Regions from separate parts of the Mus musculus genome. Here all the other regions are linked to region 7. The links are chromatin contacts, called in public Hi-C, HiChIP or PLAC-seq and promoter capture Hi-C maps. All regions are on one chromosome and are shown on one strand. The core of a region is the stretch at or near the end of the contact, and the rest is flanking DNA. Distances in the headings are between cores, read along the strand shown.

Region 1 (4,087 bases), core at 1,300-3,799, 2.7 Mb after region 7:
TGGCCTTCTGCAGAACAAAACACTCTTTGCCTTTATATACTATTTGAATCCAGGGTGTCATTTTTCAGTGACTCATGGACCCTTACAGGAGGACTAGAAAATTCATAGTAAGTTCAAAGCTAACTTGGGCTACATGATTCACTATCTCAAAAAAAAAAAAAAAGGAAGGAAGGAACAGAGAAAGGCATGAATGAATGAATGAATTTATCTTTGATCTGAAATTGAGAGGGAAATTTACAAGGATTGGTACTCTGAAAGCCATTTGGGGAGGTGTAACCTGGACTGTGTATAGTTCCCTGGGGCTGCTGTACAGCTGATGATTTAAAATGGCAGACATTTGGCCCTCTCCATATGGAACCAGAAATGCTGAATCGAGGTTGTCCCAGAGGCTGCCCAGGGTCTTTAGGAGGACACTTCTCAGCTGCTCCCAGCTTCTGAGTCTCCCAGCATCCCATAGCCCACAGCTTCAAAGCTCCTTCAATCTCTGATCCATCTTCACGAGCTCTCCTGTGTCTTGTCTTCCACGGTCTCTGTCCTATAAACAATGTGTGTGCTCTTGCGTTTAGGGACCATTGCATTTATCCAGGATGATTGCTTCTTAGGACTCTTAACTAGAGTACATATGCATGGACGGTCGTCTTTCCAGATAAGAATGCATTTTGTGTGATATGGGGACTAGAATGTGGCTCTTTGGGGCTGCTGTCTAAAGCTCTATGAGTATACATACCAACATGAAAGAGTAGATTGGTTTCCTTTTTTCTTAGCTTCCATTCAGACATGTGTCTATCTTAGGGTTTTATTGCCGTGAACAGACACCATGACCACAGCAACTCTTATAAAGAAAAACACTCCACTGGGGTTGGCTTACAGCTCAGAGGTTTATTCCATTATCTTCATGTTGGGTAGCATGGCAGGACACGGGCAGACATAGTGATGGAGAGATAGCTAAGAATTCTGCATCTTGATCTTCAGGCAGCAGGAAGAAACAATGAGCCACTAGGCCAGGCTGCGCCTCAAAGCCTATACCCAGTGACACACACCCATACCAACAAGGCCACACCCACAACAAGGCCACACCCATACCAACAAGCCCATGCTTCCTGATATTGCTACTTCCTGGACACACATTCAAACGCATGAGTCTCAGGGGCCCATTCCTATTCAAACCACCACAGAGAAAAAGAATAAACATCAGCCGAATCTTCCTCTGCCTCCCCCTTTTAAATCCATCTACTACAACAAGAGCATGATCATGGATGACTTCTATGGCCTTCTCAAAAATCTGAACCACAGTATAATTGTCATTGACTATGTTTATTTTTGTGCGTTGGAACATGTACATGTGCTATGAGGACAACGTGGGTCCTTTCCTTCCACCGTGTAAGTGCTACGGATTGAGTGTAGGTGACTGAGCTTGGTGGAAGTGCTCTTTGTTACTGAGCCATCTTATACTAAGTTTGTAATAATAATTTCAACATCTCCTATAATTTTCCTAATTAACATCTTAATGATTTGTTTTAGAGACGTAAAGTCCATAAACATTTCATCATTTAATTGATATCTCCTTCTCTCTCTCTCTTTCTCTCTCTCTCTTTCTCTCTCTCTCTCCCTCTCTTTTACTTTTTTCTCTCTTCCCACGCAAGTCCCTTGATTATTGGTTAAAGAGATGGAAAGGGAGTGGCTGAGGCTGTGTTCTCTACTAGGGAAGGCTGTAACCTATTTCTCTTAACCTGCTAGCTCTTTCTTTGATAAAATATAAACACCCTCTCTTTCAACTCCTTTCAGTAGGCATCAGGTTGTTCATGACCAATACAGCCCTTGTGGGGAAGGGCCTGGCCCCATGAAATGAAGATGAGATGTTTCTAATGCTGAGATCAAAGTATACACTGGGAGAAATAACTCATCAACGTATTAAAATGGAAGCTGGCCACCAAGTTCTTCCTGCATCCTTCAGTCTTTACCTGATACAGGGTCCTCCTGGCTGGCATACCCCACCCCCTACCATAAACTCCTGCCCTTCAATGTCTTTCCCTATATAATCCAACCATTTTGGTTACCTGGTCTTTTCCAGCTCCTCTTCTTGGTAAGCAGCTACCCTCCCCTCTCTGACTTTCACACTGTTCAGGGCATGTCCACTCTGGACTCTCACAGATGTCCCTGCCTCTCCCTACACTCTCCCTTTTATCTACAGTAAACTTTCTCCTCCAACATACCTAGGAGCAGTCGTGCCATTTCCTTTTTTATTTTTATTTTTTCACTCACACACCTATTTGGATAGTTAAAACACAAGGAGCAGTCTTCCTACCCCACCACCTACTGGAAGGGCAGCCCCCACTACTGCCAGCTTTTAAACACAGCTCTCAACTCCGGGTCACCTTTTGTCAAGACATCCTGGCAGCAGGCAGCCTAGCAAGGTTGTGAAGCAAAGAGGGGGGCTGACCGATTTGAAGAGGAATTGGCAGGTGCTGATAGGAAGCCCTGTCTCTCTGAGAGCTCGTTATGAAGCATCAACCTTGAGCCGTCAGGTTTCTCCTTTCCTGGTGCTTGTGTGTGGGCTGCTGGGGCTTCACACAGGCATCACCGCGAAAGCTTCCTACAGGACGGAGAAGCTCAGACAGCTCTAAAGCGTTCCTGCAGTGTTTCAAAGATGAGCCGGCTCTTTTTTTTTTTTTTTTTTTTTTCAGAAATATAATGCCAGAAATAAAAACCTCACTCATCCTGGTTCCCAAACTCGGCAGTTATGACAGTTTTATTGCGGTGCCTCATTAAAGTATAGCCATAGATTTACATAATTAACCCGGGCCCGCCCCTCCCCCACGTCTCCCCTGCATCTACAGCTGTCAGTCCTGGTGGTGTGCGTGGGATCCTGGCTCCTGTGAATCGGGAGAACCTGGAGGCCTGGAGGCCGTTCACCGTGGGGTGGGCAGACTGCCTCTCATGGCACAGGCGATGAGTCTGACCAGCAGGGGAGATAAATGTTTCCAGGCTTCCCACAGGAAGCTGCTGGCCTTTGCACTGCGTCTCAGAGCTGTAAGGACCCTGAAATGCATCTGAGATAAAGACTTAAACGTTTGGGCCTGATTTGGTCCAAGTTATTTTTCTCTTAAGCTAGAGTCTTGACGCTACACTGGCCTCAACGTCCGTATGTAGTTAAGGAAGACCTTAAACGCCTAATCTTCCCAAGTACCATAACTTCAGCTGTATACCACCATACTTGTCTTGTTTCTGGTTTTGGATTGGTTGGTTTTTTGTTTTATTTCGAGACAGGGTTTCTCTGAGTAGCCCTAACGGTCCTGGAACTCACTCTTTAAACCAGGTTGGCCTTGAACTCAGAGGTTCGCCTGCCTGCCTCTGCCTCTGCCTCTGCCTCTGCCTCTGCCTCTGCCTCTCTCTCTGCCCCTCTCTCTGCCCCCTCTCTCTGCCCCCCTCTCTCTGCCCCCCTCTCTCTGCCCCTCTGCCTCTCTGCCTCTCTGCCTCTCTGCCTCTCTGCCTCTCTGCCTCTCTGCCTCTCTGCCTCTCTGCCTCTCTGCCTCTCTGCCTCTCTGCCCCTCCCTCTGCCTCTCTGCCTCTCTGCCCCTCCCTCTGCCCCTCCCTCTGCCCCTCCCTCTGCCCCTCCCTCTGCCCCTCCCTCTGCCCCTCTGCCCCTCTGCCCCTCTGCCTCTGCCTCTGCCTCGAGTGCTGCGATGAGAGGAGCGAGCTACCGCCACCTGGTTTATACCTGGTTTTTACATGGTGCTGGGATCCAACACAGAGCTTCCTGAGTGCTAGGGAAGCACTCTATCAACGATACATCCCCAGACGTCACGGTTTTAACCATTGTATGTGCTTTTTCATTTCAATAAGATGTTGTTATTGAAATTAAGACATTCCCATAAAAAGCCAGTTTGGAGCCAATGACAACTCAAGGTGGGCAAAGGACCGTGGAGACAGCCCTGACAGCCTGAGTTCGAGTCCCAGGATCAACAGATGAAATTCCACAAGTTGTTCAAACACATTAAATGAAAAAATGTAATTTTTAAAATGTATTGAAGATTTCCTTTTTATATATATATCAGAACTGAACACATTATTGGAGGCCAGCTGTCCT
Region 2 (4,066 bases), core at 1,104-3,603, 2.8 Mb after region 7:
CTCAGATCCCATCAACTGCTTGGTTAGGCCCCAAGGTTTGTTTTTATTATTGTTATTACTACTATTGTCATTATAGTTAGGGTTGTTTAGGTTTTTGTTTTTTAGATTTGTTTAGTTTTATGTATATGAGTGCTCTTTCTGCATGTATACCTGCCTGACTGAAGAGGGCGTCAGGTCCCATTACAGATGACTGTGATTGCTGAGAATTGACCTCAGGACCTTTGGGAAAGTGGCCTGTGTTCTTAACTGCTGAGCCATCTCTCCAGCCCTATAGTTAGGGTTTCTATTTTTGCAATGAAACACCAAGACCAAAAAACAAGTTAGGAAGAAAGGATTTATTTGTCTTACCTTCCACATCACTGTTCATCATCGAAGAAAGTCAGGACAGGAACTCAAACAGGGCAGGAACCCAGAGGCAGGAGCTGATGCAGAGGCCATGGAGGGGTGCTGCTTGCTGGCTTGCTCATCATGGCTTGCTCACCTTGCTTTCTTATAGAACTCAGGACCATCAGCCCAGGGTTAGAACACAGTGGGCTGGGCCCTCCCCCACTGATCACTAACTAAGGAAATCCCCTATAGCTGGATCTCATGGAGGCATTTCCTCAATAGAAATTCCCTCCTTTCAGATGACTCTAGCTTGTGTCAAGTTGACCTAAGACTAGTTCAGGGCACTTACCAATATTTAAAAGCATAAAAAGAGAACGATGTCTACTCCACCCTAGGGACCCTCAACTCTAGTAGCAACTGGCTTGAGCTGTTTGATGAAGGATGAAGGTAAGGCATGAATGCTTTCCAACTGGGATGCAAGGTCAAATGTCATTAATTACGTCCCCTGATAATATGGCTGGCTGGTCCAAGAGGTCTGGAGTGGGGGTGGGGTGGAGGTGGAGTTAGACCTTCACACACCCAGTCACCCCAGGAATGTCAAGGATGGATCACACATAGATGAGGTGAGGAAGTCATGCCTGGAATGGTGAGGATGGATCACATATAAATCAAACTGTTAGGTCTCAAACCCAAGACAAACAGCTAACAGAGGTTACTATTACCATATCAAAGCTGACCCTGGCCACCAAGTTTTCCCACCATCCCTGAGTCTCTACCCATTCCAGGGTCCTCCTGGCTGGCATACTCCACCCCATACCCTAAACTTCTCCAGCCACGAGGCTGGACTGGGTTTTCCCTTCCCCCAGCCTCTCTGGCTCCTATACAATTCAGCCATTTCGGTTACATTATCTCTTAGCCCAGGCTACCCCTCTTTGTTAGTGTCTCCTTTCTTGCTTTCCCTGCCTCTCTCTCTCCACATAGTCCAGCTCAGTCTGGCAATGTTCACTCTGCACTCTCCCAGATGCCTCTTTTTGTCCATATTCTGTATTCTCTCTTATGTCTGTCACAAACCTTCTCCTCCACCATACCTAAGAACATCCTGAGCTCCTCCCATTTCTTTCTCTTTTTTTCCATCCATAAATCATCCCCAGAATGGTGAAGATGTGTACGGTTAGCACTCTGTCTAAATTCCATCTTACAATTACCTGGCAACAGCCAGGTAGGCCTGGCCCACTACAAAAGGGGCTGCTTGCCCCCTCCTCCCTCTCTTACTCCTTCCCGGCTTGCTTCTCTCGTGCCCTCTTGGGCTCTTCCCTTCCCCCTTCCCTTCTCCCTCTCTCCCTGTGGTCATGGCCGGCCTCTACTTCTCTGCTCTCTCTCTCTCTCTCTCTCTGCCTTTCTCTGCCTCTACTATCCACTTAACTCCTCTCCCCATGCCCTGAATAAATTCTATTCTATACAATATAATAGTATAGAATGTGGCTGGTCCTTCAGGGAGAAAGGATGCATTGGCATGGGCCCACTGAGGCACCCCCCCCTCACCACACCCCCATAGAACATGTTCTTATACCTCTTTGTCTTTTTATAATCACATTGTGTGCCACACAGATGAGGTCACCCCAGGAATGGAGGGTAGATCACATATAGATGAGGTTACCCCAGAAATGATAAGGATGTATCTCACATGGATGAGGTTACTCCAGGAATGGTGAAGATGCATCACACATCGATGAGATCACCCCAGGAATGGTGAGAATAGATCACACACCCAGTCACTCCAGGTAAGGACGAGTTACACAGAGATGAACTCACCCTGGAAATGGTGAACGTGAGCCCCCTACAGAGAGGGTTAGGGCATTTGCTGAAAATCCCTGCCACCGAGATCAGAGAAAACGGAAAAGGTTAAATACGGAAGAGACCTTCAAAGGTCACCTCCCTCTTTGCATGGAAGAGGAAGCCAAGGTCCCAGAAGGCTGCGTATCTCTCACAGAGTGCATTTACAGAAAAACCCAACCCAAGACTGCAGGCGCCTTCCACTGAAGTAACAGAAATGGGAAGGGGAAAAAAAAAAAAAAAAAAAAAACACTGAGTGAGTCAGGCGAGCGGGGGACACGGTCTCCCTTCCCCCTACCTCGGGGTGGTGGCAGGCAGCCAACTGGAGCTTGCTGCATATTTAATTTAAACCTTTGTCTGCCCTGGCAAGGACAAAGTACAATCTGTTTTATGTAAAAAGTCTTCCCTGAGGAAAGCCTCAGCCTCCAGCTGCGAAACTGATTGATGTTCTTAACTCCTCCCCCCCCCCCCCCCAGCCTCTGTGGGGATCCGAGGTTGCAGTTTCCAAAAAAAGAGTTGGGGGGGGGGGGAGGAAAGCACTCCAAACAAACAAGCAAAACAAAATTTCTTGCTTTTATTGTGTTACTCTCAATCTAGGAGAATTAGCCTGAAACTAGAGGGAGAAGCCTACAAATAAAGCCTATATTTTACAAGCCGATTTCAGAGCCCCAGATGGGAGGGGCTGGGACAGCAAGCTGCCGCGGGAGGCTGGAGTCTCGTCTAGGAGCTTTGTCTACAAGCTCCTTCTGCCTTGCCTTAGATGGCCTAATCTAATCAATACAGATACCAAAACGTCCTAAAGATGCCTTAAAGTGAAGCCTTCGTGTCAAGGAACATCACCGTTGGAAATGGTCACCGAACGTGAGATGGAGATTAGGAGTCACCTTGTTTTGAGAGCTCTGTGGATTTCCGGGTAGCCTGTTTCAGAGACCCTGATTTGGGAGATCATATGTCTTGCAAAACCAAGGCGTGCATTGTTGCAACTCAGTTTGGGGTCACCTCCAAGTGTTCCTGGACCTTCTAGACTTCTGCCTTAGACTGAAGCACTTAGTGACCTCAGTCTCAGCTGGCGCTCAGTGTTCAAAGGTTAGCGTCGAGGTGCGCTGAGGAGACCCAAAGGGGGCGGAACCACCCTGCATAGCATTAGACTTTTAACTCTGCTCCCGCCCTCGGTCCCCTGTATCAGATTGGTTGGAAGGAGAGCGTGGGTTAAGGGGGCATGGACCTGCCTTCCCCTTTCTGGTTCAGGAGCCAAACTTCATCTTGGAGTCAGAACAAAGCCATGGCCGGATCACACTAAGGAGCTCCAGCCTGTTTTGGGACAGAGCCAGGACCCAGAAACCATTGCCATGAGCCACCAGCTGGCTGCGGTCCCGGAAAACTTGTGCAGCTGCCGCACAGGCCAGACTGGGCCTGCACACTGTCACAGTGCCAGGCCCTCCATTAAGGCCCCCGTCTCCGCTCACACCCAACTTGCCCCGCGTACTTTGGCATCCTCCTGCCTTGAGGTGTGCCCTGGGATTACAGGGGAGACTTCAGAACCACCGAGTGACCTGCCTCCTCTTATCTTTCTGGGAATTACACAGTTGTTCTGGAACCCCTTGGAGAGGTCAAGGTAGATGGCTCCAGTCGCTGGTCTGATGAAAATGGAGGATTGAATCATTTCCCTTAACTCTGTGTGGTCTAATTTAAGTGCCTGTCATTAGTACTTCTAAGGAGAACACAGGCGCCCTAGCCCTGAAAACTGAAATCCCTCTCCGAAGGCCCTAATGATGGGGACAAAAAAAAAATCAATGAATGGCCACATTCACAGCTGTTTCCAGAAGTGTTTCCTGCTTTCTTGGACATTAAGCTCCAGTAATAAAGTTAACAACAGTACAATCATCCCGAGAAAAGGTCAAAGAAG
Region 3 (4,026 bases), core at 1,474-3,973, 2.7 Mb after region 7:
CATATGCAAATGAAGATGTTTGTACAAAACGGTATACGGTGGGACCCACTGCAGCTTCCAGGGTGTGGTTTTGGGGTGTTTTAAATTTTCTTTGAGAGGAGGGGTTGCCGGGGCAGAGGTGAAGGGACTGAGAGAAGAGAGGGATTGGAGTGAAGATGGGAAATTCACAAAGAATCGGTTAAAAAAAAAGTTGAAAGAAAGAAAGCATCGGTAAAAAGTTGAAAGAAAGAAAGAAAGAAAGAAAGAAAGAGAGAGAGAGAGAGAGAGAGAGAGAGAGAGAGAGAGAGAGAGAGAAAGGAAGGAAGGAAGGAAGGAAGGAAGGAAGGAAGGAAGAAAGAAAGAAAGAAAGAAAGAAAGAAAGAAAGAAGGAAAGGAAGGAAGGAAGGAAGAAGGGAGGGAGGGAGGGAAGGAGGGGGAGGGAGGGAGGAAGGAAGGAAGGAAGGAAAGAAAGGAGGGAGGGAGGGAAGGAAGCTGAGCAGCAAGCTATCAAGAGCAAGGCAGTAAGCAGCATCCCTCCATGGCCTCTGCATCAGCTCCTGCCTCCAGGTTCCTGCCCTGCTTGAGTTCCTGTCCTGGCTTCCTTCAGTGATGAGCTGCTATCTAGAAATGTCAGCAGAATAAACCCTCTCCTTCCCATGTTGTTTTGGTTATGTGTTTGTCATCACAGTAATGGTAACCATAAGACAAGCCTCAAATTTTGTAAACATTCCAAAGACACACAAAGAGAAAAGGAAGGAACATGGCTTCCTATCTGCCACCTTCCTTCTCCAAAGCAGTCCCTGCTCCTTCATCCTGGTGACTCCTTGTTGGAAGTTCATAGTGGGGACAGAGGCCCCATGCCTGACCTCGAGGCACTCGTATGTCAGATGGGACCCGTGTCTGGCAGATACCAAAGTGTTACCTAGAGACCCAGCAGGCCAGCAACTGTTTCCAGACCAGATCTGCATTTACTTCCAGTTCTGAAGGTCATTTGATGGACCGCCCTCCAAGAAAGCCATTGTCTATCGTTTAAAAGTCAGAATCCCTCTGCTGCTTAGCAACCCAGTTACAAATACAGGTGGAGATAAGGGGAAATCATTGCATTCAAGTTCCCCCACACACCGCTCTGCAGTGTGCCCCCAAACAGCCAGTCCCCGCAAATACCTCATCCTCCAGCGTCCTGAGCATTGGCACGAGAGACATTCAGCTCCTCACAGAGATCCTTCCTCAAGGCTGGAGAATATGCTGACACCGTCCTTGTCTTTAACACGATGACTCAGAACCCAAGCTGTTGAATTAGAGCCCAGATGCAGTGACTTTGGACAAGTATTTCTTGATTTAAATAAGGGGGGGGGGATAGGGGCCCCAGAGATGACTCAGTTGTACTTGCCCTACAGGTAAGGAGACCTGAGTCTGATACACAGAACCAGCCTTTTAAAAATGAGAGTGGTGGTACACACTTTTAACCTCAACTGTGGAAAGGCAGAGACAGATGGATCCTTTGGGTTTGCCAGACAGCCATCCTGGGTGAATTGGTGAACCCCAGGTCCCAGTGAGGGACCCTGTCTCAAAAAGAAAGGAAGGAAGGATGGATGGATGGACCCCTAAGGGACAGCGTCTGAGGTTGTCTTCTCCTCTGACTCCACCTGCACTTACACATGTGTGCACATGCATCCTCTGTTAGTGTGCTAAGACCCTTGGACCAATAGCAGTTTAGGGGAAGAAAGGGTTAATTTGGATTACTCTTTCATGTCAGAGTCCATCCCTGAGGGGAGCCCGAGCAGTAACTCAAGCAGGAACCATGGAAAAACTCTACCTGCTGACTCACTAGTGCTTCTCGTTCTCCCTCCCTCCCTCCCTCCCTCCTTCTCCTCTTCCTCCTCCCTCCCTCCCTCTCTCTTTCACAGGCTCATGTTCAACTAGCTTTCTAATACAACCCAGGACTACCTGCATAGGGAATGGTATCACCCACAAAAGGCTGGGGACTCCTATATCAATTCTCAATAAAGACAATTCATCACAGTCATGCCCAGTCTAACCTGATAAAGGCAGTTACTCAGTCGAGGCTCCTTTTGGGGGAAAGATTTTATTTCATAATTATTTATTTTTATTTTATATGTGGGGTATTTTGTCTACAGACCTCTAAGCACTGTGTGCATGCAGTGCTCTCTGCGGCCAGAAGAGGGCGTCAGATCCCTCGGAACTGGAGTTAAAGATCATTGTGGGTTCTGGGAACAAAACCCGTTTCTCCAATCCTGATAACTCCCTTTTCAGGTGATTCTACGCTGTCTAAAGTTCACAGTTAATGCTAACCAGGCCACCCTAATACAAATGCACAGTCTCACGCACAAACACACAATCAGTCAATAAGAGAAAGCAGTTAACACCCACTTGAGAATGCTGGATATTTCTAAAGCACTTGGCCAAATGATACACTTGGGAGATAAACAAAGGGGAAAGGTGAATTAGTGTCGCACACGTTGCCACCAGCTCTCCTGTGGGAAATAATCCAAAAAAAGAACAAATTCAAAGATGTGGGGCAGTGGCAGCTCCTAGGGAGCACACCTTTCCCGGGGTTCTTTATACTCGCCCCAGGGTAGCCTTAAATCTGGAGGTGCAATCGCTCATTCCCCAGAGAGATCACAGCAAAGCAAACACTGGACTCGGGCCAGGATTTCACACCACCGTAACAACTTAGAGGCAAAGGGGAACTTTCTCAGCAGCCTCCGGTCAGCTATGAGGAAATACCTCTCATTTTTTATCTCCCAAGAAAAGTTTTCTGAAAAACTTGGCGCCTGGAGGAGAGTCTTAGCGGTGTTTGGAGATTCATCGCCATCTAGTGGCTGCTGAGCCACATTGCAGGACAAACGTGACGGAGAACAAGCTCTGCAAAGAGTTTCTGCCTCCCAGGGTGCTGCAGCATCTCTCTCACCGGGAGTCTTGCCAAGAATCGACAGCTGCGGACCATCTAGGAGGGGAGACGATGCTATTTAGGCAACTCCCGTTTTAAAACGTCAAGATAGAATCCCACGCTTCATGTCTTCTCTTTCTGAATGCATGGTTCTCTTTTTGAGGCTTTTGACCTTGATAGCTTCTTGGAGACTGTTATAGATTCACACACAGGGTGGCTATGAGTGGGAGCCCTCGTGGGACTTGTGAGCCACCACAACGTGACCCAGCACACATGTCGGTCTTCAGCTCACTCTTGAGTCCTTAGTCTCTGTTTCCGGAAAGCCCACAGCCCCTCACCCTTATCAGTCAGTACTCTTTAGTCTACCCAAAGCCTACCTCCACCTGACTTCTGAGATCCTCTCTGCTACCTGACTCTTCCACCTTGCTCTCCCCTGCCCATGCCCTCAGTGCCAAAGCTCCCTCATGCTTAGATCGTAAACACAAGTCTTCAAATGTTGGTACGCATCAGTGCTATCTGCGGCATCTGTATTGTGGAAAAGTCCCCCGGAGAGTCTGTTATGTACCAAAAGATGAGATGTACCATCTCCTCCTCCTCCTCCTCCTCCTCCTCCTCTTCTTCTTCTTCTTCTTCCTCTTCCTCTTCCTCTTCCTCGGAAGTTTTGCTCGCTCTCCTTGGTCAGCGGCTCCACGACCACCCATTCTGACAGTTTCCCCCTCTCCTTCTTCACAAGGCTTTTGCTTCCCCCTCTCCTTCTTCACAAGGCTTTTGCTTCCCCCCCCACCCTTCAATCCCCCATTCCCAATACTGTGGGTCTCCCTTCTCCCTGGATGAAGAGAGCTGAGTCGCAGAAGAGGGTTGCCCGACTGCCTGTAGAGAACGGACGGAAATGATGTCATTCTGAATCCCAAAGGAGAAAGGAGACAGATGAACTTTACTCGGGGTGAATCAAGGGTTATATGGTTTGGGGGCATGGGGAGTAGGAATATCCAGGGTGGGCAAACATCATTGGCTGAAGGCTAAGGTACTGAGATGCCTCATTAGCATGGGGAGGGGCTCCAGGAATCTCAGCTGCGTGCTGAACAGGTTCTTACAGGGAGAAAGGAAGCTGTAATCTAACCAAAGCTATGTGACAT
Region 4 (3,616 bases), core at 513-3,012, 2.6 Mb after region 7:
TAGCAGCTCAATTCAGAAAAAAACTGTGAGGGCCCCGCTGATAGGCACAGTCCACTGAAGTGACAAGAAGCAGCTGGAACACCACCAGAAGTCCTTTGGTGCCTTTCTCTCTACAAAGTTACGACAAACAAAGATCTGAGAAGAAAGCAAGGTCGACTAATGCCAGAGCATCATCAGTGAAGACGAGCATCAGCAAAGCCCAAAGAAGACCAGCAGAGCAAACCAATGGCAGAGCGATGTTGAGCTGCTACTGCTGGTTTAAGTTTGGTGTTTTGCTAGTGGGCTGGACTGCAGACGTCCAAGATTGGAATCTCCCCCAAGGAACTGCTCCTGAATAGGTTCACGTCCCCCTTGTCCTATTAGCCAGTTTCCTCCCCTACCTTTGGTCAGTGATAAGGGAGATTGATGTGTTTAAGAACCCTGATTAAAATAGGTTCTGGGAAACATAAGCATACGTTAGACTTGTAAGTGACCAAGTCAGTGAGATTCTATGGGAGTTTTAATGCTTCCCAAAGAGCCTGAGATCTAGAGAGGAATACAGAAGTGGAGGTCATGAGGCAGTGGGACCCACAAGTCAGTGAAGAGTAAGAAGAAAGCAATAAGATCATCAATAGGAGGAGAGGCCCTAAGTCCTGTGAAGGCTCTATGTCCCAGTATAGGGGAATGCCAGTATAGGGGACCAGGAATGGGAGTGAGTAGGTTGGGGAACAGGGGGAGGGGGTGGGGATAGGGGATTTTCGGAGGGGAAACTAGGAAAGGGGATAACATTTGAAATGTAAATAAAGAAAATATCTAATAAAAAATCACTACAGAAACTGAGAGAGGATAATTTTTACTGGGGAGCATGGCTGTGTCTGAAGAGGATTGTTACTAGGTTAAACTATGTACCCTGAAATCACAGACTAAAGTTCTCACTCCCCAATACTTTAGAATGTGGCTTTAACTGCATATAGAGTCTTTACGAACAAACGTATGATCAAATTCAACTGGGGTCGTTAGGAGCGGTGCTAGTGGGTCACCCATGTGACTAGAACTATGCAGAAGGGAAATTTAGAAATAGATTCATACATTCACATCCAGTAGTGATGAAGGCAGCAGAGATGGATGGATAATCTATGAGCCTGGGTTGCATGGTGTCAGAAACGGGGTGAGAGGGATGAAAGAGGTACTCTCGGCCCTCGAAAAGAAAACAGTACTTTGCCTGGGTCATCTAGCTTGCAGAGCTGCTGAAATAATGATTTCTATGGTTTTAGCACCCCATCGGTAGTATTTGTTAGGGCCACTCAAGCAGGCTAACGGGATGCCTGGAGCTGTCAATGAATCTGACATAGCCCCTAGCTAACCAGCAGGCTTTTCTGGCTTCTCTTTCTCCCGTATCCCCACAGCGATCCCATCCCTCTGAGACCCAGAACTCCTCTGAGCCACGGGGTCCTGAAAGAAGTTGGTTAACTCAGCGGGAGGTTAGCAATGTTTAGGAAGGAGTCAATGAAGCATCTGGAAGCAACTGGAGCTGCTGCTTTGGAGCCCTCAGATCAGGGGAGGAGGAAATCTGAAACAACTTTCCTTGCTGCTTCAGGGAAGAGAGGCAAGTAGCCAGCCACTGGGGCGCTTGGCAAAGCAGTGAACAGCAGGTGAGGCTGGGAAACCTGTAGGCTGGCAGCTTTCTGCTTAGGGGCAGGCTCCAGTCTCCAAGCCACCGGGTTATTCCCAGCCAAGCCAGGGCATCCAACAGAGCAGTTGCTGAACGAACCAATAGAGATAATCACCCCCGTTATTCAGGGTTCGCAGAGCAGCAAGTATTTCACACATCAGTCTTACACACAAGTAAAGGTCTCTCTGGTCACCCAAAACAGCTGCTTTTCACAGTGGAAGCAGAGGCCAAACCAAGCCAAGCTCTCGCTGGGTTCTTTCCCATCCAGCCTTCCCCCAACAGCCTGGATTCACCTGACGCCTGGCGTGAGGAAAGAGCTGGCAGGCATCCTGCCTCAGCCATCTGTGCCTCCGCTCCTCACCAAAGTGGGAAAGCATTTCAAATAAACGATTTTGAACGCACGTTCGAACCATTCAAGTTCTCACGACCTCACAAGAGAAGGGCCTCAGGGACTCGCACTGTCGGCTGCTGGAGGGAGAGCTGATGAACAATATTCTCTGAGCTTGTTCAGAAAGAAAGGGAAGAACCCGGACAGAACACAAATAGTTTCAGAGAGATGGGAATCGCCTTGCAGGTGGTGGAACCACATGGCTCGTTTATGGGCTGAATAAGCCTCCTAGCTCAAGTTGGCACTTGAGTATGGGACGCCAACTGCCGTTGACCGGATGTTTAAATTGTAACATCTTATTTGTAAGCCAAGTATTAATTTATTTTGCTTTTTTTTTTCCGTACCTTTGCCTTAAACGAGATTGCTTAAGGGACCCAGGAGTACTCCACACGTTTTCTTTTAAAGACTTTCTTTCTGCCAGACAAGATTGTGGGGTCCCGGGTGATTGTGTTTTATATTGCACAACATTACTTCAAGAGGAATAGTTTTATCTTCACTTTTAAAGGGCTTTATCCAGTTCAAGACAGTTAGATAGCTCAGCTAGGGACATATGGCTAGTAGATACACAGATCAAGATTTAAATAGCAGATTTTACCACAAATCTTCCTGGCACTGATGGCGTGGTTCAATGGTAAAGAGACCTTGAAACTCTTCCAGAGGGTCTGAGTTCAGTTTCCAGCACCTAAATCAGGCAGCTCAAAACCGCCACCAGTCACTCCAGCACCAAGAGATCCAGTGCACCTTCTGTCCCAGCACGCATCTGCAAGCCCATGCTTGTGTGCGTATATACATAGACGCATACTTGCACAGAGACAATTGTAAAGAAATCACTTTTTAAGCCTGTTATAGCCGTCTCCTGAGAGGCTCCACCAGTTCCTGACAAATACAGAGGTGGATGCTCGAAGCCTACCATTGGACTGGTCACAGGGTCCCCAATGAAGACACTAGATAAAGGACCCAAGGAGCTGAAGGGGTTTGCAGCCCCATAGGAGGAACAACAATATGAACTAACCAGTACCCCCAGAGCTCCCAGGGACTAAATCACCAACCAAAGAGTACACATGGTGGGACTCATGGCTCCAGCTGCATATGTAGCAGAGGATGGTCTCGTTGGACATTAATGGGAAGAGAGGCCCTTGGTCCTGTGAAGGCTTTATGCCCCAGTATAGGGGAATGCCAGGGCCAGGAAGCAAGAGTGGGTAGGTTGGTGAGCAGGAGGAAGGGGGAGGAGGAAGAGGGGAGGAGGTCTTCAGAGGGGAAACCAGGAAAGGGGATAACATTTGAAATGTAAATAAAAAAAAAAATCTAATAATTAAAAAAAAAAAAACACTTTCCTAGAGAGAGCAGAGATTTTCCGGTATCAGACAAGAGAGACTATTTTGCATGCGGGTGATTAACATATCTTTATTATTGAAAAGATCTCTTGTTGACTCTGTGTTTCTAAGATGAATCAATTAGCACAGCTGTCAGCTACAATGAGATAATCAATCATTTCTAGAATAATTCTGTAATTTTGATCCCCAATTAACATAAAGCCCATTTTGGAATTGTACTCAGTGGGATTTGGACTGACTCTC
Region 5 (3,666 bases), core at 974-3,473, 2.7 Mb after region 7:
TACCACTTATCAAAGCAAAGCAGGAAACAAATAGGCCGCTGAGGGACGCGCATCTCTGCTAAGGTGCAGCTCGTGGTAACCCAGTAGGGAAGCCATTGCCAGCACCGAGCAGCTTCTCAGTACCACCACACACATCCTAGCGGGAGTCCCCGCTGCTTCCGGTCTCCAGTCCCACTCTGTACCTGTTTCACAATAAGAAAAAGAATCGAATTGAGAATATTCTTTTTTTTTAGATGTAATTTTAATATTTATTTTTTGAGATTAAATCATTATTACAACATTTTAATAATAACTTTCTTCCTTTTAACCCCTCACATGCATCCTCTTGATGTCTCTTTTTTTTTTTTTTTTAGTTTTTTTTTTATTAGGTATTTTCCTCGTTTACATTTTCAATGCTATCCCAAAGGTCCCTCATACCCACCCCACCCCCCAATCCCCTACCCACCCACTCCCCCTTTTTGGCCCTGGCATTCCCCTGTACTGGGGCATATAAAGTTTGTAAGTCCAATGGGCCTCTCTTTGCAGTGATGGCCAACTAGGCCATCTTTTGATACATATGCAGCTAAAGACAAGAGCTCCCGGGTACTGGTTAGTTCATATTGTTGTTGAGAATATTCTTATGATGGATTTTTTTTTAAGTTTACAAAATAGTGGGACTCACTATGACGTTTCCATATGGGCACGTGACATCATCCTTCCTTGCCCCGCCCCCACCCCCCACACTGCTGCTTCCTGTCCCCCTATCATCACTTTACTTGCCTGTGCGGAACGCCAGAGGAGGACACTGAGCGCCCTCTTCAGCCACTTTTCTGTGAAACAGGGTCTCTCATTGAACCTGAAGTTAGGCTGGTCGCCAGCAAGCACAGTAATCCTCCTGCCTCTGCCCTCCACCGTGCTGGGATTACCGATGCACGGGGCCACACTCAGAATTTTACATGGGTGCTGGAGATTCTAGCTCTGGACCTCGTACCTGCACATGCTCTGGAGCTGATTAAAACACTCTAATAGAAATATCCCACGCTTTCTTTACCCTTTCATTTCTTGAGGAACTTCTAGAGCAGTGGTTCTCTGCCTTCCTGATGCTTCAGCCCTTTAATACAAATTCCTAACGCTGTGGTGACCCCCTACCATACAATTATTTCGTTGCTACTTCATAACTATATCCTTGCTAGTTATCCATTGTAATGCAAATATTTGATATGTAGGATATTTGATACTCGGCCACAAAGGGGGTCGGGACCCACAGGTAGAGAACCAGTGACCTAGTCTGATAAACGCACACCCTCTCTTTAGTGGTAGAAAACTAGGGAGGAAAAATACAAGAAGACTCCATTATCATTCTCAGCTTCCACGTCTCATTCAAAGCCTTCAAAACTACACTGGTTGACCGCATCGAAGAATAGGCCTCAAGCTGGAATGAAAGAAGCTTCAGGAGTCTGTGAGATCGATGGCCATCTACATGGTGTGTGATGGCTCATCTTGTCAATGTCACACTGATCTGAAATCAATGAGACTTGCTGGGGTTACAAAGGATTAAGTGAGGAGATAAAACCCTAACCCAAAAGGGTGACCTCCAAGCCAGTAGGTAGTCCAGATCTAAAGAGGTCTGAGGGAGAATTAATGCTGCTTTTTGTTTGTTTGTCTGACTTTACTTCTTGACGATGACGATGATGATGATGATGATGATGATGATGGTGGTGATGATGATGATGATGACGATGATGATGACGATGGTGATAATGACGATGATGATGATGATGATGATGATGATGCATCTTTCACAGGTATCAGAGTTCAGCTTCTTTAGCCTTTCAATTGGGACTGCTGAGGTATATTTATGGGCTAAGCAGCAACTAAGTTCTTAGCCTCTGCAGCCAATGTTGGATTATTATTGTTGTTGTTGGGGAAGACAGAGTGTCATTGAATAAAGAATATGTCAGTCAGGATCAAATATTGAGCAATAATCATTCCATGTTTTAAAGTTTTAAAGTACAGAAAGCTTAACGCAAGAAATCATGGTAACTGCAAGATCTGTGGGAATAAAAGTCAGAAATAATTGGTTTTGGTTTTTTGTTTTTTTAAAAAGCCCTCAGCCTTCAGCACAAAGTTGTATAACTTACAAGACACTCCCAGAAAGTTGCTTCAGGCTCCCCATCTGTATCTGCCCTCAATTCTTCTGAGAAAAAACAATTCCTCCCATGTCAAACTTCCAGTCTCCTCCCGAGCAGAGAGCAGAGCGAAGAGACTTCTAACAGCTTCTAACAAAAGGAAAACAATTCTAGGAAACCTGACTTCTGGGCCCTGCTAAAGAGACCACCCAGGGATGGAGCTAGTTCCAACATGACAACAGGCAATCAAGCACAAAGGACAAAATCCTGGTCCCTGTCTATTCCCCGGTTTAAAAAGCGCGTGTAATGGAAAATACCCTCCCCGTGGGTGTTTTTCTTCACATCTCCAACGATGACCTTTGACAGCCACCTCCCCGAGGGAGCTGACATCACCGTATCTTTGGCAAATCTGTTGAAAATGTCCTCAGCTTTCTTTGCAGTCAAGATAAACATTCATAGATGATAGCACCACCACCCCCCCAAAAAAACACCGTTTAAATAAAATGTTGGCTGTAAATTCAAAACTGGAATGGAGTGTTTGTGGAAAGCGATTCCATTCTGGATCATTTTCATTAGTGAAGAGGTTCCTCTGAAATCACAAAATTCAAAACCATGAATATCAAATATCCTTTGATGTCTTCGGTTCTCGTGATTGAAAAATTCTGTGCCTTTTCTGCTGCGTTAAATTTTTTTAAAAATGGGGAGTAAAGTGGTTGGATGAATGGCGGCATGAAATGTCTTTTAACTCAGCACGCGCCCACAGACACTCAGAAACGCGTTTAAGTTCGTCAGTTTATGAGACCCTGAGATACTGGCTAACTTGAAATTAACCTCTTAGATCTTGCAAGATAGAAGCACACGTGCCGGGTCAGCTTTTAAAACATAGTGTCTCCTACCTGGGATGTTTTTAAAAGCAAAACATGAAAAGAAAATACCATAGGAATGAGGACGTCTTGCTGTGGCGTAGCTTTGGAACAAAGAGCAGACACACAGATGATCTGGACACTAGGATAGACCAGCCATCATCAGACAAGCTGGTAGAATTGGAATACTGAAGGTAAATACATCATTTAATCTGAAAAGAGTCCTCTAGTTCATATGCATACGCACGCATGCACGCACACGGTCGGGGGGGGGGGGGTGTCACTCTACCCTTTTATTTTCCCCAAACAAGCGGTTTAGCAGGCGAGTAACTGGAACTGGGTGGACCTCCTGCAGTCTGTGACCTGTTTATGACGCCACTCCTATTTTTTCTGAATGAGAATGCTCTCTGCAAGCCACAGCCAACTGACTGTCTACGACTGCATCGTTCCATTCTGGCTGCTTTTCTGATGCTGGTGCCTGCTTTTGGGCTTTGGGGGAACGAGTCAAATAAGATGCATTCCGATTTCACAGAGCGGAAGAGAAAGGCCTGAATTGCTATCCACCTAGAATCCTGCTCTTCTGGGAAGAGTAAGCTTCTACATCTGGAAAAGGTAGGGGTGGAGAATGCCGTTCAGTTACTAGAGCACCCGGCTAGAGTACACCAAGGCCTGGGTTCGATGCACAGGAAAGCTTA
Region 6 (3,967 bases), core at 1,392-3,891, 2.8 Mb after region 7:
TTCAAAGTCCAGGAAGTAGGCCACACTTAGAAAGCTCAGGAAGTTCCTGGGAAAGAAGCTAGGATGAGGGTCTTAAAGCCCATGCCCACAATGGCACACTTCCTCCAGCAAGGCCACACCTACTCCAACAAGGGCCACACCTCTTAATAGTGACACTTCCTGAGCCAAGCATAGTCAAGCCGCCACAGAGAGAGGAGAGGGAGGGAGGGAGAGAGAGAGAGAGAGAGAGAGAGAGAGAGAGAGAGAGAGAGAGAGAGAGAGAGAGAGAGAGAGAGAGGAGAAAAAACTACAAACTAAAACCAACACCCTGTTGGCCTATCAAATACAAATACTCTTTGTCCTAACAGCCAGTGGGGTCAGAAAAATGGGAACTTTCTCTTTACTTCACAGTCTATGACAGTAGCAGCACTGGGAGATAACAGCTGCATTTTTACTGACCACTTCACAACCACAACCACTGCATTCCACTCCCCAGGGAGCATGTATGTAGTTGTCACAGCCTCCTCATGAAACAGGCGTTAGACTGTGCATGCTGGCAAGTGGCAAACACTGAAGGAGACTCTCCATGGGCAAGAACGGAGCTGTCGGCTGCTTACATCAGTGCACACCTGCGATCCCAGAGACTGAGAAGTAGAGGCTGGACGACCAGGAGTTCAAAGTCATCCTGAGCTACAGAGAGAGCTGGGGTCATCCTGGGCTACATAAGAGTGACTCAAGGCCTGGAGAGATGGCTCAGCGGTTAAGGAGCTGAGTTTGGTGCCCAGCACCCAAGTCAGCCCCGGTTCACCTGCAGCCATAACTTCAGGTCCTGGGAGGGATTGGTCACTCCTGTCTGGCCCCTGAGGCTCATGTGCACATATTGGTTCCTGAGAACCAAACTCAGGTCCTCTATGAGAGCAACAAATGCCCTTAACCACCACTCATCGCTCGCCCTAAAATAAAATAAATACTAAAGGAAAAAAACAAGGCTCTCGGTCAATCAAATACCCAACAAGAAGCCAATGTTTAGGAGGACACAACCTGTCACAGTTGACAGTGGTGGTATCCGTGGAACCTTTGACAACACTGCTTGTCAATGAAACTATCAAGTCCCTGAGAACAGAGGCTAAAAACCTCCTTATCCTCAGGCTTGGCACATCGTGTTGGGAATGGAAGAGAATAAGCCACTCCTTAACACAAAACAGAAGGCATAATTAGTAACAAGCACCGTCACAAACGGCAGAAACTCGATGGCTTCCCGGTCTTCTTGGGCACAATTTTTAAAGCTATTTCGCACTTCAAGTCGTTTCTAAGTCATTCCCTTGGCAGCGAGAGTTTTGCTGACATTTCCAGAGCTTCTTCATGCACACCGAAGGATGCATGCCGTCACCATGGTTTTTCACCTGGCTGTAATATGGCTTAATATTGTTTTGAAAAGTTTATCTGCATCTGCCCTGCTTGCGTTCGTGGTGCTAACACAGAGAGTCCCTCCGTGGTGTCTCCGTTTCCGAAGTTAATTTGGTAAACAGCTGCTCTAGGAAAATGGTCCAGATGGTTTCTGACACAGAGAGATAATAAATAAGTGGCCCTTTCCGCTCACTACATGGTATTTTCTGTGGTTTCTGTAACGAGATGGGGCTTTTAAAGGACCTAAAATAAAATAAAATAAAATAAAATAAAATAAAATAAAAATAAAAATAAACCACTCAATTTCCATGACCACCCAAAGCCCACAGAAACACATGTGGCTCATATGTTTAAATGCTTAAATGTCAGATCACTCTTCCCAGGTTCAAAATGAGTCATAGTGTGAGGGATACTACCACTATGGTGCTGGCTTGTGTCTCGTTTTGATATTCTAGTAGTAACGTGTGCTATATACATACCACGTTGCTTAATCTTGCCTATGCTGTAGGTATTATCGTTGTTCTTATATTCTCCAAAGGAGAAATAGTTCAAGGGGTCAGGGGTGTGGTTAAACTGCCCTGGGTGCAACCCCAGCGACAAATAAACCAGGTCTGGTGGCACACTTGTGATCCCAGAGCTCAGCAGGTAGAGACAGAATGGGCAAGAAGGTTAATTAAGATCATCCTAGCTACAAAGGGAGCTGGAAACCACGGGATATATGAGACCGTGGTGGGGGGCGGGGGAGAGCAACGAGAACGTAATTTAGGAAGGGAGGCAGGATTCAAAAGGTATCTGGTACCCAGGCTTGTGTTCCTCATGTCTACACTCTGCACCCCAGTGGTTTGTAGGTACCTACTACTGCATTGAATTCCCAGCCGTTACTGTCCAGGCATCCTTCTCCCGCGGAGTTATAAAAGGTCAGCCTGGACTCACTTGCTTCCGTCCTGTAGTACTGAAGCCTCACAGAAAAGTTAAACAGGCATGATACGGATGCCTCTCTCCCCTAGCCTGCGCCATTCTTCACTGCCCCGTGGTGGTTCATCTTCACTCTAACGCGATAGGATTTAGAATCACCCAGGAGGCACGCATCTAGAATGAGAGTGTTTCCAGAGAAGTTTAACTGAGGGAGGAAGTCCCACTCTGAGGATGCACAGCACCGTAATCCACCTCTGGGACTGAATAGGAAAAGTGAGCTAAGCACCAGCAGGCATCTCCCTCGGCTCCCTGGCTGCAGACACAAAGGAACAGCCCTCTCATTTCTTTTGCCCGGCCCTCCCCACTGTGATGGGCGGGGAGCCTTAAACTGTGACGAAAATAAACCTCTCCTTCCCTGTCCTGTTTTCATTGGGTAGTTTGTCACAGCAATCAGAAAAGCTGTCCCAATAACCATTATCCCAACATCACACAGAATGTCTCCTGGAACATGGTCGTCTCACCGGACAGTAGGGAGGGCAGCACCATTAATCCCAGTGCTCAAGAGGCAGAGGCAGGTGGGATCTCTGTGAGTTCGAGAGCAGCCTGATCTACAGAGTGAGTTCCAGGATAGCCCAGGCTACACAGAGAAACCCTGTCTCAAAAATAAAGTAAAATATAATAAAATAAAAATATAATTCCTGCTTGTGTGCCCCCCCCTCTCCCTCCCCCCAACCCTGGGCTAAACCAGAGGATAACACTAACACTAAGATTCTCTAATCTCCCTCCTCAAGAGGCTGAGGTTAGGAGATTAGCAAGGTTCCTTTTGTCAACACCTAATAGCAGAGTGTCTGCAAACAGAACTGGATTAGACAGGCTCCAACATCCCAGAGAAATCAAACTCAAATCATAGGCTGCTGTGTTTATCAAAATTCCTTCCATGAGGGATGTGCCCTGTGGTTAAGAGATAATGAAGCGCTCGGAGACTGTAAGTGAAGTCGCATGGCAAGCGTAAAGGCTATGGAACCAGTGGTGGGTGCTGAAGGCGTCTGGGTCTTCCTGGACCCTGCGTATGCTTTGATAGGACGTGTGTCCGAGGCTGTGGCTAGAGTAAGAGGTATCTGAAGTTGAGGAGATCTGGTCTTCCTGGATCTGCCTCCCCACAAAACATATCAAAACTCTCTCCTACTGAAGAAACACAGACAAGTGTTTACAGAAAACACCATGTAAGCTACCCCAGAGCTTCTAGCAGACTTAGAGCCAGCCTCTGCCTCCCATAGAATTGACTCTAGAAAATTTTAATTTTCTTGAGTTTAACTAGTTTCTGATTGTTAAGATTTGGAGCCCCTGCCTTAAAATAGAACTGTGGGCACCATTACTATATGCACACAAGGATAGCCCTCTTCTGGTGTGTCTGAAGACAGTGATGGTACACTCGTAAATAAAATGAATAAATAAAAGGGAAAATCTATAGCATGATATATATATATATACATATATATATTATATTTATATATATATATATATATATATATATTAGGTAAAGTCCATGATAAGTCCATATAAAATATACACACACACACTTTGAGACAATCCTTGATGTCATCCTCAGAAACCTGAGACCTGGAGATGGTAAATAATTTGCCCACAGTCCCCAGTCCACAAGGGC
Region 7 (3,974 bases), core at 430-2,929:
GTCCGCTGAAGGCTTCGATCTCATTACCAGACAGGTCGAGCCTCTGTAAGGAACTCCAGGTCCAGGACATGGTTTGCCCTATGACACTGATTTTATTCCACTGCATGTACAAGTTCTGAAGGCTCACCAGCCTTGGGAACAGGGCCAGGTTGAGCTTGGAAAATTGATTGTGCTCCAGGTGAAGCTCTTTGAGTCTGATCATGCCAGCAAAGACATTCCTGGCTAAACTTCGGATCCGGTTGTATCCCAGGTCCAGAAGTTCCAGGTTGCGACAGTCTTGGAAGATCCGCACCGGGATGGTTCTCAGTGAGTTGGAGCGGAGGTGTAAACTAAGCAGCTTCCTCAAGCCCCGGAACTGTTCCGATCCCAGAGAATGGAGCTGATTGTAGGACAGATCCAAGTTCCGTAAATTGGTCACAGGTCTGAAGGTGTTGTTAAGGAAATAGGAGATTCTGTTGGAACTCAGAATCAACTCTTTGAGTCTGCGTATCCCATTGAAAGCATTCTCGTCGATATTGCTGATGTGGTTGTGGTCAAGGTAGAGCCAGGTGAGCTGATTGAGCCCTTTAAATTGATTATACTTAAGTTTTTGGAGGCTGTTGTAGCGAAGGGATAAACCCAAGCAACCGGCAGATATACTCGAGGGTATCTCCTGCAGTTTCTGAGACTCACAGTATACCATTTTGCCTTCACACCTACAACCCTTAGGGCATCCTCGTTCAGCAGAAGAAAGCATTGTCAGTAAGACAGTGGGTGCTAGAACCACCGCTACAGCTGATCCTCGCAGTAGCCTAATTACATTGAAACCTGGAAATAAAAACAACTTAGAAAAGTTATCCCCCCAAAACGAATGCATTTTTTTTAACCAAGCAAAACTAGCTGTTCATTTCCACATTCAGAAATGTAAACATTTAGATACCATTTAGCATCAAACATCATCTTTGTAATAGAAGGATATTGCATATTTCTATCAGTTAAACAAGGAAATGTAGCCACTGATAATTGAATTTATAGTCTTAGACCAGAGAAAGATAATCTTTAAAACAATTAAAGCAGAATTATTACATAGACTTAGAGGATTTTTTTTCAATTTTTTTTTCTTAAGAAGGAAAGAAGAAAAATATCAAAACATACCCATCCTTTGTATTGTTCAAAGGTCGTCCTTAGGTCTTTTGCTTTGGCTTAGGGGCCGCCTGCATGACAGCCCCTGTCAGCTGCAGTGGAGTGAGTCAGGGCTCGCTGACACCCAGGAAGAAAAATTGGACCCCTTGGGAGATGGACCGATTTTGGAACATTATTCTTTACCAGCCATGCAGAACACTCCAAGAACAAATAAATCCCAACACCGCATTCGCAGCAAAACATCCGAGTCTTCCTAGGTAATAGGATCTTCATGGATATTACGTTTTTGCATCTTTACAGTGTGTGTGTGTGTGTGTGTGTGTGTGTGTGTGTTAAAAAAAAAAGAAAAAAACTGGCTCCTACAATTTCTTCTCAAAACCCATAATGTATTCCTCTAGGCAACGTGGGGCTACCTGTGCTGCCACATCTGTATTCCATAGTCCGGCGAACCCGTGGTGGTGAGCACCCAGTTCAGCCTCGGAGCTGCGTTGGAGCCCAGAAGGCAGGAGAGCCGGGTTCCGCGCACACTCTCAGCTCACTCCCGCAGACTGTCATTCTGTAAGCCGCTCGGACTGTTGCTTCGGTTTCAGTGAATGCAGTCTTATGTAAAGCTGCCCCCAGTGGTGGGGAACACTATGGGCATGTGCAGAGCTGGCTCTCTTTTATCTTGCAAATGAGCAGGCTCTGCTGGAAAATGAATGGTTCTTTTGGGTGGCTCAATAGGAAGTGAATGGTCAACGTAATCAATAACTAGCAACATTTTCCGTGATACCCAAGTCTTGTTTTACAATTTGGCAACGCCTGTAACTGTCTGCGTCTGCTTAATCGACAAACATGTGCTTCCCAGAGTTGTGGGGTTTTTTTCTTTTTTTCTTTTTTTTTCTCGAGCTTGACGTTAAGTTCACAGATCGAATGTCAAATTTTCTTAACCTCAGTGTAGGCTTTGAGCTGAAATTTATAAAATGAATTATTGAGCTCTTCACAAAACTGCGTTCAGAGCGTGCCTGTTTGACCTCTCGGAGTCACCGTGATTATATTATGCAAGGTGTCTCAGAATGCTAGACTACATCGGCTTTGCAATGGACAGAATGACTGATGACACACAAATTAATAGGGCTAATGGCTTTTCTGTTTTTCCCACAAAAGATATAATTGGTTTAATGTTTATGACTGCGTTATGGCTTGTTTTGGTTGCTCTGGGCTTTTTTTTTTTTTTTTTTTTTTTTTATCAGAAGAGAAATGAACCATTTTTAGTGCTAGTATTAGGACCCCAAGATCATTTGGTTCATGGCTTATTGATGTTGCTCCTATTTATCACATTAATAATATTTATTGGGTGCTTTCTAAGTCCTTTAAATGAAGGCTCCATCCTGTTTTTTCGTTCAAGTCACCAGCCTGCAGGTCCCACTGCCATCTACATTTCCAAGGTGAAGGACCTGAGACTTAAATGGGGTCACCTGCTCCAGGCTCCAGGATATGGCCACGAGGAGCAAGAGCTTCTAGGCAGAACAAGTATGTCTTTCAATGCTTCACCAGGCACCAGTTCCTTTTAAGGGGCATCTCTGTGCTCAGTGAATCTGGTGACCATTGGGATAGACCAGGGTAGGGAAGCTGTACAGAGCTCTAGAGACTCTAGGTCTATGCAGGCTCATCCTTGCTAAATTGAGCCCCTGCATCACCTTGTACGGCTTACTCATCTCTCTGTGCTTCCATGTTCTCACCTGCAAAATTGGACATGATAGAGAAATTACATCATAGGCATATGCTGAGGATTAAGTGACATCTTTGTCTGTGGTTGTGGTACTGGGATTGAACACAGGACCCTGGGCTCAGCCCTGTGTCATTTTGCTATCCCAACGTGCTTAGCTTCTGTGGGTATCACAGACATGGAGCAAGTATCATCTCTGCTACCGGTACAGAGGTTGCTTTTTAATATTGAATGCTGCCCGTATTAACTGTTCACAAAGAACTAATTCAGCGAGCAGTTTTTATGTTATGACCAGTGGGGAGATTCTCATGCCTTTATCATCTCCACTTTCTATTTAAAATTAACGTTTTAGTTCTGTGGACTATGTCTAGTAACTGACGCTCGACGTTTCTTTATCCCAAAGCACAGCATGACACGTGGCCTTACGGGGTTTGCCATTTTCTGTAAATAATTATTATTCTTTAAAGTATTTGTCTTGTTTATATTAGGTATATTGGCAGCATCTCAATGAGATATTATCCAGGGGCAAGCAGTTTGGTAAATGCTAATCATGAGAATCGAAGGGGTCATAGGCATAGGCCTTGGATATTATGTTATTGATAGTGTAGTGATTATCTTGAACTTACACACATTGTTGCTGTATCTAAAGCTTATTAAAAAACATTTCCTCTTCTATTCCCCAAGATTCTATTTTAAGGGGATGGAAGGTGTTGTTTTTTTTTCTTTTTCTTTTTTTATTGAGAATTTCATATGTGCATATATCATATTTTGATCAAATCTACCCTCCAACTCCTCCTCTAAACCTTCTGACCCTTTTTGATTCATTTTCATATGCTCATGTTCTCTCTTTCTCACTCTCTCTCTCTCTCTAAACCTACTAAGTCCTCTTAATGCTGCTGTAGGTACTTGGGTTTAAGACCAGCTACAGTGGCATGGGAAAATGTAGGTTTCCTTCATGAATGCAGCCAATGAGATGGCTACATTTTTGATGGGCAAGGATATTTAAGAAACTCAGTAAAAAGGAGAGGAGAAAAAATGGAGATGTCTGGTATTGAGATGTGTCTTCTAAGTGATCACTTTCTGTGTCTCAGTTACTTTAACACAACAGTGCTTGACATGTCTCAGAGGCACAATATATTTAGTC

Evidence for each region. Promoter capture Hi-C pulls out the DNA fragments that hold promoters and counts their contacts. A called contact is a pair of places that touch in the nucleus more often than the background predicts. HiChIP or PLAC-seq counts read pairs in DNA pulled down with a chosen protein or histone mark.
Region 1: a promoter capture Hi-C map of second pharyngeal arch cranial neural crest shows a contact between it and region 7. The contact joins the enhancer-like site here to the promoter of Lrrtm3 in region 7. A contact is called at or near these places in 14 of 39 promoter capture datasets (the 3T3-L1 cell line, 3T3-L1-derived adipocytes, the C10 cell line and 8 more) and 7 of 115 datasets of contacts at active chromatin or transcription factors (SST interneurons, astrocytes, embryonic forebrain and 4 more).
Region 2: an H3K4me3 HiChIP or PLAC-seq map of embryonic forebrain shows a contact between it and region 7, with 6 times the contacts expected there. The contact joins the promoter of 1110002J07Rik here to the promoter of Lrrtm3 in region 7. A contact is called at or near these places in 1 of 39 promoter capture datasets (hippocampal neurons) and 2 of 115 datasets of contacts at active chromatin or transcription factors (astrocytes and embryonic forebrain).
Region 3: a Hi-C map of cortical neurons shows a contact between it and region 7, with 6 times the contacts expected there. The contact joins the enhancer-like site here to the promoter of Lrrtm3 in region 7. A contact is called at or near these places in 14 of 39 promoter capture datasets (the 3T3-L1 cell line, 3T3-L1-derived adipocytes, the C10 cell line and 8 more), 2 of 15 datasets of contacts at CTCF or cohesin (large pre-B cells and stem cell-derived epiblast-like cells), 79 of 484 Hi-C or Micro-C datasets (the AML12 cell line, the AtT-20 cell line, B cells and 49 more), 11 of 115 datasets of contacts at active chromatin or transcription factors (SST interneurons, VIP interneurons, astrocytes and 8 more) and 2 of 9 other capture datasets (embryonic stem cells and liver).
Region 4: a contact with region 7 is called in an H3K27ac HiChIP or PLAC-seq map of VIP interneurons, with 19 times the contacts expected there. The contact joins the enhancer-like site here to the promoter of Lrrtm3 in region 7. A contact is called at or near these places in 7 of 39 promoter capture datasets (the C10 cell line, cranial neural crest, embryonic stem cells and 4 more), 3 of 484 Hi-C or Micro-C datasets (cerebellum and cortical neurons) and 4 of 115 datasets of contacts at active chromatin or transcription factors (VIP interneurons, embryonic forebrain, embryonic midbrain and 1 more).
Region 5: a contact with region 7 is called in a promoter capture Hi-C map of hippocampal neurons, with 13 times the contacts expected there. The contact joins the enhancer-like site here to the promoter of Lrrtm3 in region 7. A contact is called at or near these places in 11 of 39 promoter capture datasets (the 3T3-L1 cell line, the C10 cell line, cranial neural crest and 8 more), 1 of 484 Hi-C or Micro-C datasets (cranial neural crest) and 2 of 115 datasets of contacts at active chromatin or transcription factors (forebrain and neural tube).
Region 6: a contact with region 7 is called in a promoter capture Hi-C map of hippocampal neurons, with 10 times the contacts expected there. The contact joins the enhancer-like site here to the promoter of Lrrtm3 in region 7. A contact is called at or near these places in 2 of 39 promoter capture datasets (hippocampal neurons and second pharyngeal arch cranial neural crest) and 3 of 115 datasets of contacts at active chromatin or transcription factors (astrocytes, embryonic midbrain and forebrain).

Annotation. Positions count from the first base shown.
Region 1 is chr10:66,767,967-66,772,053 of GRCm38.p6, forward strand. No RefSeq gene overlaps it. Among named protein-coding and RNA genes, the nearest start is that of Gm31240, 24 kb to the left of the region's middle. Within about 2 kb of position 2,550, at least 21 of the 459 cell types and tissues checked have an H3K27ac peak or open chromatin away from gene starts, as enhancers often do. A contact at or near this core is called in neural tube and second pharyngeal arch cranial neural crest, where this site is marked.
Region 2 is chr10:66,918,031-66,922,096 of GRCm38.p6, forward strand. It overlaps 1110002J07Rik (RIKEN cDNA 1110002J07 gene), which reads right to left and starts at 2,354. Exons shown (of 5, transcript NR_138561.1): 1 at 2,140-2,354; 2 at 349-359.
Region 3 is chr10:66,811,853-66,815,878 of GRCm38.p6, forward strand. It overlaps Gm40678 (a long non-coding RNA gene), which reads right to left. Exons shown (of 3, transcript XR_871772.1): 2 at 1,144-1,267. Among named protein-coding and RNA genes, the nearest start is that of Gm40678, 16 kb to the right of the region's middle. Within about 2 kb of position 2,724, at least 63 of the 459 cell types and tissues checked have an H3K27ac peak or open chromatin away from gene starts, as enhancers often do. A contact at or near this core is called in the AtT-20 cell line, SST interneurons, adipose-derived mesenchymal stem cells and 3 more, where this site is marked.
Region 4 is chr10:66,639,434-66,643,049 of GRCm38.p6, forward strand. No RefSeq gene overlaps it. Among named protein-coding and RNA genes, the nearest start is that of Gm31240, 100 kb to the right of the region's middle. Within about 2 kb of position 1,763, at least 17 of the 459 cell types and tissues checked have an H3K27ac peak or open chromatin away from gene starts, as enhancers often do. A contact at or near this core is called in VIP interneurons and cerebellum, where this site is marked.
Region 5 is chr10:66,836,873-66,840,538 of GRCm38.p6, forward strand. No RefSeq gene overlaps it. Among named protein-coding and RNA genes, the nearest start is that of Gm31416, 4.4 kb to the left of the region's middle. Within about 2 kb of position 2,224, at least 6 of the 459 cell types and tissues checked have an H3K27ac peak or open chromatin away from gene starts, as enhancers often do.
Region 6 is chr10:66,899,475-66,903,441 of GRCm38.p6, forward strand. No RefSeq gene overlaps it. Among named protein-coding and RNA genes, the nearest start is that of 1110002J07Rik, 19 kb to the right of the region's middle. Within about 2 kb of position 2,642, at least 30 of the 459 cell types and tissues checked have an H3K27ac peak or open chromatin away from gene starts, as enhancers often do.
Region 7 is chr10:64,088,576-64,092,549 of GRCm38.p6, forward strand. It overlaps Lrrtm3 (leucine rich repeat transmembrane neuronal 3), which reads right to left and starts at 1,680. Exons shown (of 3, transcript NM_178678.4): 1 at 1,135-1,680; 2 at 1-807. The coding sequence starts at 1,138. The region is part of intron 7 of Ctnna3 (catenin (cadherin associated protein), alpha 3); the gene reads left to right.